Linked DNA regions of Dromaius novaehollandiae: region 1 is linked to region 2. The links are chromatin contacts, called in public Hi-C maps. All regions are on one chromosome and are shown on one strand. Each heading gives the region's core, a stretch centred on a gene start, on an enhancer-like site or on the middle of the called end of the contact. The rest is flanking DNA. Distances are from core to core; before and after follow the strand shown.

Evidence for each region. A called contact is a pair of places that touch in the nucleus more often than the background predicts.
Region 1: a Hi-C map of liver shows a contact between it and region 2, with 3 times the contacts expected there. The contact joins the promoter of C1QTNF7 here to the enhancer-like site in region 2. A contact is called at or near these places in 3 of 4 Hi-C or Micro-C datasets (brain, liver and ovary).

Annotation. Positions count from the first base shown.
Region 1 is chr4:71,809,056-71,814,017 of bDroNov1.hap1, forward strand. It overlaps C1QTNF7 (C1q and TNF related 7), which reads right to left and starts at 3,615. Exons shown (of 4, transcript XM_026121904.2): 1 at 3,018-3,615.
Region 2 is chr4:71,706,104-71,710,942 of bDroNov1.hap1, forward strand. It overlaps CC2D2A (coiled-coil and C2 domain containing 2A), which reads right to left. Exons shown (of 37, transcript XM_026121945.2): 20 at 4,426-4,564; 21 at 3,607-3,810; 22 at 1,981-2,073; 23 at 1-3. Among named protein-coding and RNA genes, the nearest start is that of CC2D2A, 41 kb to the right of the region's middle. Within about 2 kb of position 2,233, at least 2 of the 2 cell types and tissues checked have open chromatin away from gene starts, as enhancers often do.

The DNA of each region.
Region 1 (4,962 bases), core at 2,365-4,864, 100 kb after region 2:
TTTTAAAAATGTTCCCCATTACTCTCTGTGATAAGGATTGGCTTTATTCTAAACAGTGCTGCCCTTCCCCACACTTACACCTCCCAGAAATGTGTGCACTGTTTGATCATTTCATAGTACCTCCTGCACCAGTAAAATACCACTGAAGACTCGATTCGGCTCCTCTGCAGTTCTGCCTGCAGTACTTTGAGCTTTCCAATTTTCATTCAGTATCAGGTGAGCCTTGACGCTAGACATCCAGGAACAGATTCACAATGCTCATGCAAAAAGAAAACTAAATCCTCATTTACAGAGAACCCAAACAGCTTCAGCATAGCTAAATTGCAGTAATCTCGGTCTCCTCTTCAACCCAAAAGTGAAATTGCCCTACATATCTGCACCTCTTGATTTAGAACAAGTATGAGCAGAAGTGAACACCGTTTGTTGACATTTGCAGCCTGTAACTCAAATGTAAATCCGGCCAGTAATTATCTCATATGGAGCCTTTATTTTCCTTGTACACTGAAAGCCTCTAAAGTTTTCTGCCAAGGCAATCACATCAACTGCTTTGTTGTCCTTTAGATTTAGATCAGCAAAGATTCCACATCGGCAGATAAAATGGAGTTGGACTTGTCTTACATCCATGACAAACAACCTCTAGGAATCAGAAAAGCTAATTTTTTTAATGCCCCTTAATTGTACAAGGGATTATAACTTTAGGATTTTCACACAGCCCCGTGGTTAAGTTTTCCTGGCCTCCCTAAATTGGCATTTTATCATTTGCAATGTCTCTCTTCAGGAACGTGGATGTTATTTGATCATGCAGTGCCAGTATGTCTAATGCTGCTGCTGCTGTAACATCTGTTTAAGCACAACAGCAACTAGGCTTCCCAGTGCAGGGGACAGACTTATGAATGGAGACGTTACAGAGAATGCAGGATGTAAGTCAGCTGTATCACAGTGAATGCGGTAGAAGATACTTTCCTGCAGATACAAATCCAGTTCTCGGGACACTGCTCATATACGGATTTCCACCTACCTTTTCTTCTTGCAGCTGTGACTGAACCACAGATCTATGGAACAGTGATGTGTGCAGATGACAGATAAGATGAAATAACATGAACAGTGTTCTTTGTTTGCATTATTTCCTATTATTGCTGCCAAATGAGAAACAGTCCCTGCGATTCCCGTGAACTTTGTGGGCAGCGGAGATCCTCAGTTTCAGAAACTGTCCTGTCTCTTGTGTCACTAAGCAACATGGATACGAACCAGCTTTCATCACCATCACTCTCATGTATTCAGCAAGCCCATGGGATATTGTGGCATAAGGACAAGGAATAAATAATAACTAAGCAAGTGGAAAAAACCTCCCAACCCCCAAGCCATGCAGTCCTTGCCTACGTAACACTTGATTGAGATACCTTTTGCCCTATCGTTTGGGAGCTCAGTGAGGATGGTAAAGGTGGGAGTCCCCCATGTGCACAAAACTTAACACACAGGCAGCTTCAAAGGAAACAAGGCTTTCCGGATTCCCCTCGTTCCTGTAGGCTGGGCCGGGCATACAGACTCATCTACTCCCAGTCCACTCTGGGGAGAAAAGTCTGCTTTTCCACACCCTGCCCCTTCCCTCCCCGCTCTGTTTCCCTCTCTGCACTCTGATGGATTTCTCAGGTGGAGCACGTCCGTGAGCGGGACAGCCTCAGCGGTGGGGCTGCCTCTGCATGAATTCAGGGGGACCAGCAGCAGCGCAGCCCAAATTTTCCACCTACTCTGAAAGGTCACTCCCAGCAGGGTCTGGTTTAAAGGGAAATCCACTCAGTAGCCCAGATTAAATAGTCCCAAGTCAGGCAAACTGGGAGTAGGGCACTGCAGGAAGAAGGGAGTTTCCGCCTCTTTAATGCACTGTGCAATGTGACATGGTGGCTTTGTGGTTTCTGAAGCAGGTTGCTGTTTCTCCAGCCATCTGTAGAGCCACTCTTGGCAAATTTCCATAGCTTGTGCAGCTCCAAGGACTGTGGATAATGCTGCACTCACACCCATATTATCCTAAAACTTCAACCTGAAAAGCTTCAGCATTTCCTTGAAAGTGAGTGGGTTACAGAAACTAGCCACCATCTGAGTATCACGCTTTGGGCAGCAGGCATGCAAGCAAGCCTTGCCTCAGAGTCATCTGAATAATAGTAACCAGAGACGCAGGGGAAAAAAAGGGCTCAAGGAATTGCTTATCCATTTACACTCTCACCTACCCAGACTGCAGTTGTGCTTAATCACTGACACTCAGCACTTCATTTATATTTAACAGCATACATTCTCTCTCCAGTTTGTACAGCACACAGACACAAAGCATACTGTTAGCAGCAAAGGAAGCACAGAAAGTTAAATCACCTTGGTAAAAAACATAAGAAACATCCCAATGAAATATCAAACTGATATTTCTGTGAGAGTTTAATAAGTTCAATTCAGGAGCTCAACCTTGCAAGAGCACAACCCTGAAGCAAAATGATTTGTTTGGAATTTACAGATTTTTTTTGCAAAACAAGTTTCTATGAAACCACAGCAACAAAGGTTAAAGTGAATATTTGGAACGATGTTGGAATCATTCATGAGGGAAAAAGACTTACAATCTCTATTTTGGATTGACAGAATGTAAGATGAAAGCTAAATATGGAGAAATATTTCAAAAGATTTTAAACAATTAAATTATCATAAATCCTGTCAAAAAGACATTTAAAAATAAGTTTTGACCATAAAATTGTGTTCTTGATTTTTTTAAAAAATCTCTCTGGTATCTGGTTTTAAAATATCTCTTTCTGATACAGAGGTTATGTGCAGAAATGTCAAGGTTTATTACTCTTCTTTTACAAGACAGGATATATATATACAGATTTCACTGAAGCACTACTACATAGATTTCTAATGGAATCATATGTATCCCAGCAAAAATGAACATTTTTCTGAAAGGTGTCTCTATTTTTTCCCCTTCTTTAAATACATTTCAGAGAAGTGAGAACAGGAAAATAGAATCGGTTGCAACTTACCTTACATTCAAGTAGATGTCACCAATTTTTTCAGGAAAAGCAATACTATTCTTTTGAGTCGTCCCGTAAGTGTTGTAAATTCAAGCCAACAGGTAATTGTTGGTGAGTCAAAATCCTTTGAAACAAGTTTAAATGCTATGATGACAAATAACGTACTTCATGAAAACTTATTTGAAGCTTGATGCGCTTGTATTAAGTTTTGTAACTGTCTGTCTCAGCTAAATAAGCTCCCACTCCTTTCCTCGGACACTTGCCAGCTTCACTAATTTAAAGCAACTGTGAGCTTGCTGTAAAACTCCCGCTGGAAAGAGCACAGCATATAGTGCGGAGCAATGAGCAAGTGTTTGCTCCAGACTGAAGCCCTATGACACGGAGTCCTAACAGGACCCGGGGCATAGCCTCCCCAAGGCAACATTATATCATGTTTGGAAAGCATTATAGGCTAAGTTCTCCTTCTGTGTGAAGACACAGAGAAGAGGAAAAAATCATGCTCTTTCTGGCATGTAGTCCCCTCAGCGTGGGACTTGGGAGGAGCAGGATCTGCCTCGAAGTGAAGGAAGAGGGAACAGCCTCGAGCGCACTAAGCGCTCCAAAAGAGCCACATCCTCAGATCAGCCAAAGGGCTGATCACAACTCTGAACTTCTCCCTCATGTGATTTTGGGGAGTTTCAAAAGCAACTTGTGCGAGTGATCTTATCGTCTGAGATACTCTCAAGGTACAGATAACAGAAGCATGATTTTCAAAGGCGTCTGCTTAGTGGGGATGGCTGTATGCTGCATTGCTCAAATGCAGATAGGGGCACATGTGAAATTTTGTTCTTGCAGAAGGGGTTGCCTGCGCTCGTGTGGAAGGAGAGTAATTTCTTGCCATCACAAGGAATTTGTTTCAAGCAGTTATGGTTGAAACACCTGGTGTACATTTATGAATTGACAGTAAAAGATCCCCTTTTAAAAATATGAGTTCTTTCTAAAAAGTAGCTAAAAACAAGCAAACAAAAAGCCATAGTTGTCCAGGCTTAAATTTTAAAGCATTACTCTGATCTGGGGAATTTCAGTGCCTGAGCACCAACCTTCCATGTTAGTACCATAACAAACTTTTGCAAAAGTATGTGCTGAACACTTTCTGAAAGTGAGGGTCCAGAAAAGCATGTCTCAAACTGGGCCCCAAGGCACTAAGCACTTTTGGAAGCACATCCAACAGACCTGATGATGCTGAAGTGATATAAGGTTTATCGTTATGAAGTGACTTTGGCTTTGTCAGCCATATTTTCTTGCAAAATTAACATAAGTTAAAATGGGATACATTAGACTGAAATTTTCAAAGGTGTTTAATGCTCCTGAAAGAGGAAATGGATCTTTAGAACCAAACCAGTCAATGTTGAAATACCATTGGTGAAGTGACTATGAAAGATTTGTTTCATTTAAATGTTCTAATTTGCATGACACTGAAATATTAAGTATTTCATACTCTTAATGGAGACTTAGCAAATAGGGTCCTATGCATTCACTCAAAATAGATAAAATACTGCTGCCAATGATGAGAAAAAACGTTTAAAGAAAACTAAACTTTTTTTCTAATGGAGTTTCATTTCAGTATTAAATGATGGTAATCAGGAAATAGAATACTCTTGTACAAAATCATATGATATTACGAAAGCTTCAGCATACTAATGATATCGCAAGTGTCAGATTTCCCCAAAGTATAGCTATCAGAGTATTTTTGTTCTGCTCTGTGAATCTGCTGGTAGACTTGGTCACAGATGGGCAACAGTGAGAAGTGCAAATATCATCCTATCCTGTCACTTCAACATACTACCAGAAACAAATGATTTTTGTATCTTAATCTTCACTTTGTGATCAGGCATAAGGATTAATACATTCCTGGCAGCACTGAAAACTTGTATTTGGTTTATAGTATAGCTAGCATGGTTATGTGAAATACGCA
Region 2 (4,839 bases), core at 983-3,482:
AATCTGTGGATGGTGGGGGAGAGAGATAAAAATTACACTTTTAATCCAAAAATCACTGTAAATGCTTGCATTCTGTCTATCGAAAATGAAAACCCCCCCGCAACTATACATTAATTCTCTTCTCTCACTTTTAAAAGACTCATGGTCAAGGAAAACTTCCTTTCTGACAGATATTTCTTCAGAACATAATATACACTCATTCTACGAGTACAATCATTTCTCTAGAGACATACAAGATACCCTGATGTAAGAATATATAAAAATCATACAATCAGAAAACGAAGCTTTAGCTGATTGTAGCAAAAAAGAGCTCATCATCACAATGATGATGAAAAATGACACTGAAATGACACTGAAAAACATCTTTTTTGGGCATCTAAATGAAGTTACAGAAAAGTCTGTGAAGAAATCTATACGGTATTAATTATGGGGAATAAAGCCCTTTGGACAGCAGGACAGTCAGTGAGGCATATTTCACAAATACTATGATTTCAAATAAACGTATTTTTTAAATTCTCAGTTCCTTAAATTTCTATGCTGGAGTGATAGATTGAAACACACAGATGAAATTCTTCGCCCGTCTCCCCAAAACTATGTTAATGCAGACTGAAAGAGTGATGCCTTAAACACATTTTTTCTCGCAAATAAGTCTAATAATGCCTTTATATACTGTTCTAAGACCAGTGTTGTAACAGCAATAACAATTATCTGTAATACATCTTTTCCTTTAATTTTCAAAATCTTTACTAACATATGAAACATTCCTTTGAGTGAAATGATAGGCATAAAAAGATCACGTTTCAGAGTGATCTGAATTTCAGATCTGATGTGAGCAATCTAATTTTTAAGCACATTTGACAATTTATTAAAGTGTAAAATATCCATATGTTATTTTTAAAAGACTACTTGTATTTCATCTGAAAGACTGACAAATATAGGTACCATTATGTGTGTTACTCTGTAATACTGTACTATTATTCAGCAAACTGCACAAACAGCATTTTTAAGCACACACTTAAATACCATGCCAAGCATAAGAGCCTGACACAGACTTGAAAGCTCTGTTAAAAACAACTTTTGATATTACCACATCAAAAGGGCTTTGGCATTTCCCTGGACTTGACTGGAGGATTTCATCACTCTCCATTGTCTTTGTTTCTTTTATGAACCAGTATTTCTAATAGGCAATGTGTTCCATTTCACATCAAATCAATCTTATCCTCATATTAATCTTAGAGTTTTGCCAGCTGGCTAGAATTTCTTTCACCTTTCAGGTTTTCCAGGACTGGTAAATCCACAGCCATGTTTTTATCACTTCCTACTTTGCCAAAACTCTGAAATTGCAAACTTTTCCTGGATATATGACCAATATTTCCTCAATTTTTTTCCATAAGGACTAAAAAGAATGTCACTATAACAGAATGAACAGCTTAGGGAAAAAAAATTACGCCAAGGGGAAGAAGATGATGTTATAATCCAACAATGAAGGTAATGTGATGAAAGATATGCCCTCTGCCATAGGTTGCAGGACAGGATATACTCCCTGCATTGCCTTAAATGATTCGAAACAGTGGTTAGGGCCACTCTCCTGGAAACAACGTAAGTTCTTAGCATGACAGCTTTCAAGAAGGAAAATGGGGAGAAGGGGGAAAATGAATGAATACCTGGGACACAACAGTACCTTACAGGAAGAAAGTCTCTAGGATGCTGTAGCAAAAAACAACTTACAGGACAGCTAGGACAATCCAGAACGTCTGCTCATTCTGTGTATTGCATCTTTTTCAAGACTGTTACATCAGTCATGCTCAAACCTCTACTTGTTTAATTAGACCTATTTTAGGACTAACTTGGAATTTTGAAGACATCTGTAGGCCATGTTTAGAGATGAATCAGTTCTTAACATTCACAGAAACAAAGCATCCAAGCATTGCAGCAATGCATGGCTTAAATAAATATGGATCCACATTTTTTGCAGCTTACCTTCTGTAGATAGTTGGCAACAATTGCTCTGTGTGCATCTAAGTAATGTTTGCTGTCAATCACATCCCTCTCACGTAGTCTTTTCTCATAGTCCTAAAGAAATTTAGTAAAGTTTGTGATCTGATATATATATACAGTACTTTATTACATGCAAGAAAAATAGTAAATATTTCATTAACGTATGGATCAGAGTAAACCAAAACAGATGTCAGAAGTTTAGAAGGCTGTTCTTAATGCTAACGTATACAGCAGTAGCACTGCCCAGCTTCTATGAATGAAGACAAGAATTCTGCTACGTGATCCATGTGGCTTAAATTACTAAAAATAACACTGAAAATTTTCCTCTCTTCTTTTTTTAAAGCTGAACTTTGACCTGCTGCCATAAACTGAAATCCCATTTGAACTGGAAATGGTATATCTTACTCCAGCTGTGATAGGTAGAGCCCTTTATATACAGAAGTGATGCAGTCTTCACATAAGATGGCCTGAAATGTGAACTGCGTTTTAATATATATAACTAGTTTTCATAGAGTCTAAACACTGTAAGAAACTCTGCCTGTGGGAGATTTTGTTGAGCTATTTTTAAGTTATATTCAAGAAATAAAGAGATTTTATAGCACGATAAAATCTTTGGTTATATGAAGTATGAAAATAAAAGCTCTTTAATCATCCAGTATGTGAGATTTTGCTTTGCCTGAGGTTTGATAACAGAGTCTGTGAAGTCTAATTGATGGACTGAGATGAATACTGGTTCCTCCCACAAGAAAAATATTTAGGAGAAGCACTTGCTCCATGCAGAAAATTTTGGTGAAGGAGTAGTTTTCAGGGTTGTAGTCACTCTTCTGGTAGACCTCAGAACTACAATGAAAGCTGTACTGACAGATGCAACTTTTATTCAAAGAATTTTGAGATGTTTAAGAAAAATGTCTCATAAATTTAGGAAAGGTTAAAGCTGACCGAAATTTTCAGATGAAAAAAAGACTTTCAGTTTCCAGACAAAATATGGAACCTAGAAGTCCAGGGAGACTGCCAGGATCTGTAGCTTCATGGCAGTCTGCAAATAAAGTTGGCTTTAGAACCACAGACACTAGGTATGCAGTGAAACTAATCTTCCTGTCACTTTGTGACTGTTGTTACTTCAGAGAACATCAACTTTCCCCTGAGATAAAGGGTCCTGGAAGCACATTCATTTCTGGAAACACAGTGTTTCATTATTTTGAATATAATTATTTATCTGACTTTTCAGTGCATAGGAAATATTGGTGGGTTTGAATTACTTCAGTTCAGATTAGAAACAAAATAAAACAAGAATAGTTCTTCTGAGCCTTCAAAAAAATGAATCTTAGAACATTTGTGCCTACAGCAGTTGCTGTATTTTATTTTTCTTCTTCCACAGTACAGCTGTATAAGCATTTACTTGGAAGGAATCTATTCTAATTAGACTAAGATAACAGCACAAAAGACAGAAGGAATAAAATTCTCATATTTTTCCATGTCAGCACAGCTGTATATTGTTTAAGGGACCAAATGGCTATACTGCAAGTCAGATATTACTGACATTAAAACTAGAAAAAAGTAAGACACTTTACTAGAGAACACTTCAAATAATTTCAGATAACGTTATACCTGAAAGAGTTGCTCACTGATTTCTCGTTCGTGCAAAGGGACTTGCTTATAGTTTCGGAACTCCATCACCTCTGCATTTCTGAGCTGCAAGAGTCGAAATCTCTTTGATTTATTAAGTTCCTCATCGGAAACAAAATTAAATTCTTGCTGCAACTGTTCCAGTCTGAAGAAATCAGGAACACGTGCCTCTCCACTAGTGGCAACCTAAGTTAGACGAGTAACTATTATCATTTTGATACTGAGCAAGAAAAGTCTATAATACAGTACACTTCTGTAAGACTTAAACACATACTGCAAGAATGTTCATTTTAAGCAAAAGCAGTTGAGATGGATCGAACTGAGACTGAAACTTATATATTTAAAATGAGGGGTTTTTTGAGCAAAGTGCATAAGAATATATGCTTAAGGACATGCTAAAATTCTACTTCCCATTAATTTAAATAAAATATTTAAGAGTGCGAAAATTATAAAGAGTAATCTAGGAAGGTGTCCTGTAAAAGTGATTCATTTACACAACTTCAGCTGGATAAACAGCTCCTCATGCCAACATTTAGAAAGTTCCTAACTTCTACAATACACTAAATCTCTTCATGCAACTCCCACTAATGAGCAACTACCTGTTTAATACCATACAAGTACACAAACACATGCCATCTAAGGAAACATGAAACTCAAATCCTATTTTTTTATTTTATAAATTAATCCATTTGAATAATCCCTTATATTAGTTTTGTATCATTGGAATACTACTGGATTAATATATCTGTATCTTAATAGCCATTTCACTTCTAGCCCTACAGCTCTGTAAAAACCACTTACCGTGATCAGCTGCATCAGAGCTGCATTGTTTGGGTCGTTTGGATCAAGTTTTGCTTCTGCTGCCCACTTAGCTAGTTTCTTCATGTCAGTTAAGCCTGATGTGCCAATGGATGCAATAGCATCAATATTTTTTAAAGCGCTACAAAGACAGAATTGATACCAGATGATTCTATCTAAAATGGATATAACTTTGCAATAGGAAAAAAAATACTGAAAATCTTAGGGAGGGAAAAAAAAACACACCACAGCTTGAATAGTAAATTCCACTACGCCAAAAGTGGAACCTTTTTCTTCAGGGAATACTGCAGACTGCCCCCTGCCTACTCATTCCAACCCCTATACCATTTTTGCCCTTTCAGTTGAAATGATGCCATTCTTCCTGTGAACATACTGTAAAACAGCCCACTGAAATGA